Linked DNA regions of Canis lupus: region 2 is linked to region 1. The links are chromatin contacts, called in public Hi-C maps. All regions are on one chromosome and are shown on one strand. Each heading gives the region's core, a stretch centred on a gene start, on an enhancer-like site or on the middle of the called end of the contact. The rest is flanking DNA. Distances are from core to core; before and after follow the strand shown.

Evidence for each region. A called contact is a pair of places that touch in the nucleus more often than the background predicts.
Region 2: a contact with region 1 is called in a Hi-C map of amygdala, with 6 times the contacts expected there. The contact joins the promoter of JARID2 here to the enhancer-like site in region 1. A contact is called at or near these places in 2 of 9 Hi-C or Micro-C datasets (amygdala and blood).

Annotation. Positions count from the first base shown.
Region 1 is chr35:14,877,422-14,882,850 of UU_Cfam_GSD_1.0, forward strand. No RefSeq gene overlaps it. Among named protein-coding and RNA genes, the nearest start is that of CD83, 91 kb to the left of the region's middle. Within about 2 kb of position 2,285, at least 13 of the 20 cell types and tissues checked have an H3K27ac peak or open chromatin away from gene starts, as enhancers often do.
Region 2 is chr35:15,774,469-15,779,396 of UU_Cfam_GSD_1.0, forward strand. JARID2 (protein Jumonji) reads left to right here and starts at 2,036. Exons shown (of 18, transcript XM_038584207.1): 1 at 2,036-2,675. The coding sequence starts at 2,631.

The DNA.
Region 1 (5,429 bases), core at 1,035-3,534:
GAGGGCCTTCTATGGAGAGAGGAAGAGAGTAAACAGAACTTAGAGCACTAGGGCAAGCCTGTCTTCCTCACCTGTTCTATAAAACGTTGGGATTTTATGTTAGATTTTATTCTACAAGGGGGCTCTGCTTCTTCTTCTTCTTCTTTTTTTTTAAGATTTTATTTATTCATGAGAGACACATAGAGAGAGAGAGGCAGAAATAGAGGAAGAGGGAGAAGCAGGCTCCCTGCGGGGAGCCCGATGTGGGACTCGATCCTGGACCCTGGGATCACATCCTGAGCCGAAAGCAGAGGCTCAACCTCTGAGCCACCCAGGCATCCCAGGAACTCCGTTTCTAAAGATAGTTTGCAAACCTTAAATCTAGGTCAACCCCCCTAATTTACAGAGCAGACTGAGGCCTTGAATCTTCACCCTTGGAGTGGCAAAGCAAGAAACATCCCACTTGAGGGTGGAGGAAACCAAGGTTCAATCTCTAAAAGATCTATAGAAAGTCAGGAATTTCGTCAAGTGGCAGAACCAGATAAACGCTTTTGTTTTTAATTCCCAGCCCATGACTTTCCCCATCAGGTCACATTATTTAAAAACATTAAACAAGTGGGTGACCTTAATTGCTCCCTGATCAAAGGAGTTCCTCAAAGAACAGAGGACCAAAAGGGAGGAGGTCAAGGAAGACGAGAAAGAGATGCAACAATCAAGTAGTGTGGGGTGGATGACCTACACCCAGACTATGGAAAGAAGTTGACCTCACTTTGTTTCTTCATGAGTCCATTTCATTATGCAAGTTCCCTGGTGCAATATTATATGCCCGGGACCTAAACAAAGCCTTGGCTCTTAGAGCTCACCACATATTTGTTAAATCCTCGTACCTTTGGAACCCTTTCCTGATCAAGAACTCGAGTATGGTATGTTTAAAAATCAAATACTATTATCAAATTTGTATAAACATAACCATCAAATACAGCAGACTCATTTCCACACCAAGTGCACAAGGCCTGTTTAGCGAGCGAATCAATGAACTCCGCTGGCAGGGTTGAAATGAAAGAAGAAAATATGACTCAGAGTGGATCACCTTCTCAAAGCCGCCCTGGCAAATCCCCAGGGTGCCTGGGCACCAGGCAAGTTTCCCAGTGGCAGCTGGCACTGCTGATCTCTGTTCCTGACAGAGGGAAGTACACATCCTGCCCATAAGCTGCCAGGCAGATGTTCAATTGCCCTCTGGGGTAGCCTGACCCTGAATGAGCTTAAATAGAAACAAATAAAACCTGGAATCAGAAGGTTCTTATTATATCTTCCCCAAAGTGGTTAGCATTTGTGGTAGCTTATCAAAGAGGACTGTACAACATCTTTCCCTAGGGAATTTTAAGAACAGGATGGCTAGATCCTGCAACTTTTTGGGATATTTTTGTCTCTATAATGACACAACAAGTTGTATTAACAGTTTTGGGCCTTTCAAAGTGCCTTGAGGCAGGGCGAGGATTGGGTGCCCTTCTGCAGCCACAGGCTCCTTGGATTTGTTTCAGAGCAAGAAAACATGAAGTGGCCTCCGAAACCACAAAAAAAAAAAGAGTAGGAGAGCTTCCAGGAGAACATCACAAGGCAAAGAACAAGAGAGATAAAGTGAGAGAGAGAGAGAGAGAGAGAGAGAGAGAGGGAGGGATCCTATCAGCAGGACGAAACGTGTGCAAGTGTGAGAATCTGATGGAAACCATGTTCCCCTCGGATGGTCCTGGTTCTGCCCACAATCTGGGATGGATCCACCTCTGGCATTTCCGAGTGAGGTCTTCCCTGCGTTCAAGGGTGGCCTGGTTTGGGGATCCCCGGGTGGCTCAGCGGTTTAGCACCACCTTCGGCCCAGGGCGTGATGCTCAGGTCCCGGGATCGAGTCCCACGTGGGGCTCCCTGCATGGGGCCTGCTTCTCCCTCTGCCTGGTCTCTGCCTCTCCTCTCTCTCTCTCTCATGAATAAATAAATAATCTTAAAAAAATGTTTACATAAAGGGTGTCCTGGTTTATGTCAACGCGGTGGCATCAGCGTGAAAGTCACGAGGCGCCCTTCTGCACGTGGCTTTCCCACTGAGTCATCAAAACCCAGAACTCCGCGGCCCTCCTCCTGCACCCGCTGCCGCCTGCCTCCGCGGGGGCCCGCGAGCAGCTCCTCGGCCTGCTGCAGGCGGGGCCCCGCCGCCAGGACCTTCGATCCCGATCCCGTGGCGTGGATCCAAGCGGCACTTTCGGTCCCAGGGCTCGGGCCGGGGCAACGAGTCCCCGCGCGGTGCACCCGCCGCCGCCCACCGGGCCCGGGGTCACCGCTCTGCAGCGCGCCAGTGGGAAAGTCCCACGTTGGGGCGCTCGGCTACTCTTAGTCCCTTCCCGGCCCCTCGGCGGCAGGGCTTCCCCGGCCGGAGGCGCACCCCACCCGCGCGGCGCCGATGCAGCCCCGATGCAGCCCCGATGCAGCCCCGATGCCGCCCCGCGCGGCCCGGCCTCTCCCGGGGGCGGGGCGCGCGCGGCCCCGCGGGCTGCCTCGCGCTCCCATTGGCTGCTGCCTGTTGCTAACCCACGTGACCGGCGCCGGCGCGCCCCGCCCCGCCCCGCCCCGCCCCGCCCCCGCCCCGCCCCCGCGGGCTCCCGCTCGGCCGCGCGTTCCGGAGCGCGGCGCGGGCTGCACGGGGCCGGCCTGCGCCCCGCCGCTCGCCCCGCCGCCTGCGCCCACAAGGTGGCAGTGCCGCGCTGTGGGTGCCCCGCCGGGTCCGCGCGAGCCGCCGGGGCCCCGGGCGCCCGTGCGTCCCCTGCTGCAAAAGTTTCCCTGAATGCAAACGCACTGGGTCCTGGGGCTCTCCCGGGCCGCGCTTGGGGAGACCGGCGCTCGGGGGCCGCGATGGCATCTTCTTTGTCCCCACCTCGGACGGTCGGGGTCTGGGGCCTGTCCTTGAGGCAGGTGTGCCGGTGCTCTCAGGAGGGTTTCCTGAGAAAACGTTGCTGCGGTCGGGCCCCGGCGCTGGGACGCTGGGACGCGATCCTTACAGACACAGACAGACATCCCGACAGCATCCTTTGTCGCTCTTCCCGAGGGCCTCCCTCAGCAGAGAAGCAGTCTGCATGCAGCAAAACCCCTAAAGCACCGGCATCCCGGAGGGTGCTCGCAGGCGCCCGGGCCCCGGGCCCCCCGAAGCTCCGACCTCGTCCGACCCCAGCGCGGGCAGCAGGCGTCCTCATTCAGCAAGCGAGGCCTCGGAGGGTCGGTCGACTTTCGTCTCTGCTCCTCCCTGCGTGGCCCGTGGCCGGTCCTACGTTCCCCACTGCAGGGACCCCTACACCCCGCCTCCTCTCACCTTCTCACTTTCAAACAGAATGTTGGGCGGGCTCCCTGGGTGCACGCCCCCTGGGGAAGAGGCAGGTCTGGGCACCCGAGGGCAAGACAGGAACTGGGGCTGTAGTCACCTGTCGGTGGAGAAGGGAAGAAACACGCCCCGGTTTTGCACTCTCTACACCGTGGAGCCCAGATTCCACTCCCTGGCAGTCATGCCCTCCCTGTTGGGCAACCTCAGGTGCCCTCCAGGTACCTTCCCACCGTGCACCCAGTCGGCTTCAACCTAGCATTCATCCACTGGTTGCTAAAGGATGCGGAAGGGGGACTCCGTTCACACGGGCTGGAGTTTCTGCTGAGACTCACACACTGGAGAGAATGTGCCAGATAATGCAGCGCACAATCTCACGAGAGGCACGGACCAGTGTGTAGGATTGCTGGGGGAGCAAGACCAGCATCCTTTACCTCCCGGCTCCAGGGTAGGAGGCCGAGGACCCAGGAGGCACCACCAGTGAACAATTGTTTAAGAAAGGTGTGCACCTGTTGTGTTCTTCTACCTAGGTTGAGGTAAATGAGGAGGGCCCTGGAGGACTACCTAAGGAGCTCTACCGATGTCTCCTGGAGTTCTGGGGGTAGGGGAGGGAGACAAAGGGACCCATATGACCTCACAGAACGGAGAGTTGTTCACAGTCATTGGAGCAGGTATTTGGAACAGCCTCTGCTTCCAAGAGCTGACAAGGCAAACACACACGAACCAGTCTTCCTGTTGGCAGAGCGGACCTACTTTCCCAGATCGGGGTCAGGGCAAGGTGAGTGACAGGAATGGGGACCTCTGGGGACAGAGCGAGTGGCCAGCTGACAGAGGCCACCCATGGAAGGGAGGAAACCCACTCAGTACCCCACAAGAGAAAAAGAGCCAGCATCTGTACATTTGCCACCAGCCCCTGATCGTAGTTGAACTCTCTTGAAGAGCTTGGTTCTTTGGGTCTCCAGAGACCTGAGCCACCAGCCAGTGCCTGGAGAAGATAGAAGATCCAAGAAGGAGCAAGCCTTGCTCATGTTTCCTGCCCAACTGCCAGTTCCCAAACCTAAGCCAGCCTCCCGTAGTTGGTGGGGAGAGAGAAGCGTTCATTTCAATGGGATGGTCAAGTTCTTGCATTTGATTGGACTGAACTTCATATCTAAAAAACAGGGCAATTCATGAATCCCTGAGAATGACCAGGTAAACTGGTTGATGAGATTGTACTCGGCAGTGGGAAATAATAGTATAGGCAACAGCGAACGGTCACATCATATTTAGCATTTTACAGGTATTAACTCACTACGTCCTTGCAACAGCCCTGAGAGATGAATGGCCTTATTATTTCTGTTTCATAGATGAGGCTGAGGCCCAGAGAGGTTAAGTAAATAGTGCAAGCTAGTAAATGGCAAAACTAGGATTTGAATATAGACTTCAGAGTCTAGGTATGGAATTCAAGTGCTTCCCCGTGGCTAACCTTACCCGCCTCCAAGGCCCAGCTCTGTTCCCATCTAGAACCCTCCGTGCCAGCTGACAGAGCCTCTCCTGACCTAGCATGTTTTTCCGGGTGGGGTCATGGCTGCAAAGTGGCCATCGCCCCAAACACATCTTCTGAGCACATCTTCTGGGCACATCTTCTGAGGCATTGCCGCCAGAACCTGTGGCACGTTTGTTAAATACCTCCAGCGCTGGCGACTGCTTTCCTGAAGGTGGATATGATGTTTGGAACCATCTCGAAGTCATCTGGAGTTCCATTTAAAAACCAGTGATCAAGCTAAGAGAAACCATTTTTGGTAAAAGGAAACAGAGTACACTCACTGAATGAGACTGATTTTCTTCTGTGGTTTAAAAAATGGATCTAAATGTAATTTTCAAAAGAAAGTCCCCCCTCCCCCTCCCCCCCAAGATGAGTCATGGTAGCCCTACTGGGTTACATACTTACTTTCCTACTGGAATACGTCCTTGGGAAGCACATACTCCAAGGTTATAGGCAGCATAAGACTCTCTCTCTATTTTTTTAAATACACACATAAATACATATATTTTTCTAATCGTGCTCATCACTTTCTACTCGATTTCATTTATATTCTTTGTGTACAACTGG
Region 2 (4,928 bases), core at 786-3,285, 900 kb after region 1:
GGTTGTGTCTGCCTTCCGCTCATGGCATGATTCCGGGTCCTGGAATCCACTCCCATACCCAGCTCCCTGCAGGGAGCCTGTCTGTCTCTGTGTGTCTCTCTGCTTAATAAATAAATAAAATCCTCTCCATAAGGCCTGGCCATCCTGAATCTGTGGACGAGGCTCGCGACAAACCCACGGAAGCCACCTGCTGCCTTTGAGCAAGGGCTAAAGTATTATTTGAATCCAGGTGTCTCACCGCCAGTGTCAGAGACCTTTCTGGACCGTGGTTACCTCCTGAAAACACTGCTGCAACTAACCTTTTAACTGTGTTAACCCGAGTTATTCTACTTTCCAGGTAAGGAGAATCACACGCGATGGGAAGGAGAATAAGATGTAGAGCCACGAGCATAAGGCAGTGTGAGTGACCCCACTTCTCATTTACCCAGAGGGAAGCCCGAGAGGAGATCCTTTAAAACATTACTTCTCTGCAGCCACAGTTAAATCAAGGAGATTTATGTATTTTTAAAAAAGATTTTATTTATTTATTCATCAGAGACAGAGGCAGAGGGAGAAGCAGGCTCCTCGTGAAGCAGGGAGGCCCCTACGGGGCTCGATCCCAGGATCCCAGCCCTAGGGGAAGGGAGACGCTCAACCGACCGAGCCCCGCAGGCACTCCTAAAGCGAGGGCATTTCTGGGGCCGAACGGCTGCGGACGACGCGGGAAGTTGTGTACGGGGCCCAGGAGGCCCGAGGAGACAGCGCGGGGCCTGCTCCTGGCTGCACGTCGGGAGGAGAGAACCCAGCAGGGGTGCAGAGGCAGGTGGGAGGCGGCCGCCCTCGCCGGCTCCGGGGCTCCGGGGCTCCGGGGCCAGCCTCGGGGGAGGGCCGGCTCCGCGCCGCGTGCCGCGCCGGGGGGTGGCCCTTGCCGCGCGTGCGGGTGCGGGTGCGGGTGCGGGGCGCCGGCCGCGGTGACCTCAGCCTACCCCGGGCCGGCCGCAGCAGCCGCGTGCGGAGCCGCGAGGCGGTGTCCTGAGCTGACACCGGCTGCGCGGCACAGGCAGCAGGCGCCGCCGATCAACTAGTTCGCACCGAGGATTCCTCTTGGTGCGTGGCCCAGTTCTCCTTAGGACGGGCTCCAAGCCCTCGCCGCCGCCGCCCCCCACCCCGGGAAGCCTCGCGTCCCTCCCCCGCCGCTCGGCTCCGGCCGGCGCGCGCGCGATTCCTCGATTCCACAGGCAGTTCGCGCCGCGGGTGGGGGCGGGGCGCCGCGGGTGGGGGGCGGGGCGGGGGGGCCGGGGCCCGGGGGGCGGGGGCGGGGGCGGGCCGGCGTGGGGAGTTCCTCGCTCGCGGACCACACGCTCTGCGGGCCAATCCCGAGCCAGCCTCTAGCAGTGTCACACGCGGGACACATCCAAGCGTTTGTTGGCAGGGCCGGCGAGGGGGAGGGGGCGGGGAGGAGGGAGGGGAGTTGAGTGACAGGTTCGCGGGGCAGGCTGGGAATTGTAGTTCTCAGCTCCCGTGGCCATAGCCATTTTGTAGTCGGGGGACTACAACTTCCAGAAGATCAAGGGGACCATTCTAAGGTGCCCCGGGAATAGGCGGCTCTCCCCGGGGCCGGGCGTCCTGGGGCACTGGTATCCAGCAGCCCGGCTGCAGGTAGACGCGACGGCAGGGGCGGGGGCTGGCGTGCGGCGGCCGTAGGGTGAGCGGCAAGCTGGGGAAAAGGGGGTGAGGTGGAGCGACCGAGCGTGCCATGCATTGGGCTTAGGGAGCCTCTCTCAATTCCACTCCCAGGCTCGGCGTGGGAGCGACGCCTGAGGGGTCGCCCGAGAAGGGCTCGTCGAAGCTTCGCGGGCGTCTAGTCGACGGGGCAGCGGGGGTCGCCCGGGCTGGGCCGGGGTCGGTCGGCGCCGGAGGAGGCGGGCGCCCGGCGGCTCAGCTGTGGGAGTTTTCGGCTGGCGTCCGTCGGGGAATTGCCCGAGGAGCCCTAACTTGTATAAAAGCAGAGTCCATTTAAAGTTGGGCTGGCTAGCCCGTCTCTCATTGGTTCGGGGGCTTGGAAAAAAGAGACTCGGCGAGCCCTCGCTGTGGTGCCGCCGCCGCCGCCGCCGCCGCCGCCGGAGTTGACTCTTCTGCTCGCACTGCTGCTGCAGCACAAACGTGACTTCCAACATTTTTTTTTTTTAATTTATCTTTCCCTTTTCTTTTCCAAGATGTAACTACAGATCAGACACTAAGGACCTTCACGTTTCGCTGATGTAGTTTTTGGAGGAAAAAAGGGGGGGAGTGAAGGGCGTCGGTTTTTTTTTTTTTTTTTTTTTTGTGTGTGTGTGTGTGTGTGTTTTCGGGGGAAATTTTCCATTATGAGTGTTTTACTAAAGTGAATTTTTTTTGTTTTGTTTTTTGTTTGCTTCGTTCGTCTTTGGCTCCTTTTTTTTTTTTTTTTTTTTTTCTCCTCCTTCCCAATTTCGGATTTATTTCAAGGCGAATCGGGCTTTGGGGGAAGAGGAAGAAAAGTCGGATTACAAGATCCACCACCACCACCAACAACAATAAAAAACCACCAGGATATTTTTTTTGCAAATTTCTGACGGCTTTAAATTCATGAAGCAATTGTCCCCTTTTGCAATCAGCATTTGGATCTCAGAATGAGCAAGGAAAGACCCAAGAGGAATATCATTCAGAAGAAATACGTAAGTGCTCTTAACAACACATCCTTTGACTTGCAGTTTTAAGCAATGGCTGTGAATGTCAAGTTTATAGATAATTCTGCAGCTGAAGGGTTTTAAACACAGCGTCCGATAAGGCTGCTTCTTTCTTTTCAGAAGAAGGGCTTTTCAGGCAAAGTCGTGTCTGCCTAGTTTGGATGAAAAAACAGATTGGTGTAGCGATACCTCAAGTGAATAAATTGACCTCGAATGACACAACCATAATCTAGTTTTAGATGAAAGGCTAGGGATTTTGGTGGAGCTTGGAGTGGGAGGGGGGTTATGGGGGCTGCGGTAATGTAACTAAACTGCATTCTCGGGCGGATTTGGCCTCATATTGCACTTTGCATGCAAATGAGCTTGTGTTATTATTATTAATGTTATTTGGGAAATCGTGTAACGAGTGTGTGTTGGAAACCCTTTAAGTTGCAATCGAGGGTCCGATTATGGCGATCTTGTTCCTTGCACTGGCACATCAAATTTAATGTATGTGGTCGTTTTTGGCTTATTTGGTTCGCAGCGTAAACCAGTTGGGAATCATGTTACAGCGAATGCATTTGTTGGGATTGACTTTAATAATGGGACTGGTTTTGTTTAAAAATTCATGGTTTCCAGTTTTTTTGGGGGGGGGAAGAGGGAAAGACCTACACTATAGCTAATGTTTTTAAGTAGGTATGTGAATGCATGTGTAAGTGACTACAAATACATTCTCCCTGCTAACCGGGCTTCTGAAATTGGGTGATTATTCAGAGATTTAAATGGCTTGGGATAGTTAAATTTGTTTTGTGCATAGTACAGCTACGTTTTGATTGGCATGGGGAGTGTTTTTGTTTTGTGTATGGCTTTTTTTTTTAAGTTTGGGGGGAGGGTGGGTAGAGGGGGACGGAGGATTAACCAAATATGCACTCGAGTGATCGGTGATTAGCTGCATGCTTTAAATCAAAGAACCCATTTTTTTTTTTAAAGCCCAAATGAACCTACACTGGGAATAATGCAACGTTATAAGAAAGTTTTATTTAACTCGAGTGGACAAATTGGTGGTTCATATCTTCCCTTTTTTGAGCAGTGCGATGTGTGTAATGGGAGATGACCTTCGGGGCACTGGTTTTTGTAAAAAAAAAAAAAAAATCTTAATGAAAAAGCCGAATGCCTCTTCTCGAGGGCTGATTCTAATCTAGGCACGTAAACTTCAAGTATGAAAGAAATGCAAGGTTAAATAATCAAGCCCAACTTAAAAAGCTGTTCCCCAAAGAATTTAAGAATTAAAATACATCCGCATTGCAGAGGGCTGGGTAGAATGCAAAGGACTAGTTTAAAGTCGGGCTGTAGGAAGTGCATGGAGACCAGCTCGCCCCGGAGCGCGGACGCCTTTCCGGGGCTCGTCCGCCCCGGGTGCAGCCACAAAGCCGAGGGGGTAGAACTTGGACGAGAACCGCCCCCGCCGCCCCCCCGACCCCATCCCAGACCTCGCGGAACTGGGGAGCGCGGTGGGGTGGGATCGATCGTTTTGTCGCCGGCGGTCAGGGGATTGTGTCGTGTCCCGGCGTCCGGCCGCAGAGCCCGGGGCTGGAGGCGGCGGCCGCGGGAGGCAGAGCACGAGTTGCGGCCGCCGGGGGAGCGGAGCGGAGCGGAGCGGAGCCCGAGTGCCCGACGTGCTCGAGCGGGCGGCGGGGAGAGGGGGAGAGGAGAGGAGGAGGGAGGGAGGGGAGGGGAGGGCGCGCGGGGGTCGCGGCGGGCTGGGCTGGGCCGGGCGGGCGCGCGCGCGGCCTGTAGGGGGCGGGCTGCGGGCTCGGGCTCGGGCTCGGGCTCGGGCTCGGGCTCCGGCTCCGGCTCCGGCTCCGGCTCCGGCTCCGGGCGGTGCGGCCGCGGCTGCGGCTCGGGGCCCGGGGCTCCGCGCGGGCTGGCAGGCGGGTGGGTGGGGCGCGGGGGCGGCGCGGCCTGCGGGGCCCGGGGAGGGGCGGGGCGGGGAGGGGCGGGGGCGGGGGCGGCGCACAGCTGCAGCGGGCGCCCCCCGCCGCGCGCACGGCCGAGCATGGCGGCGGCCTGCCTGCCGCCTCCCCGCGCTCCTGCCCGGCCGGCCGCCTCCCCGCGGCCCTCCCCTGCCCTCCCGGCCGGCTCCCCGCGGCCCTGCCCGCCCGCCTCCCCGCGGCCCTGCCCGCCCTCCCGCCGCTCCCGCGCCGTCTCGAGAGCAACAGGTTAAGCCGAGAGACGTCAGCGCGCCCCCTCCCCGCCCCCTCC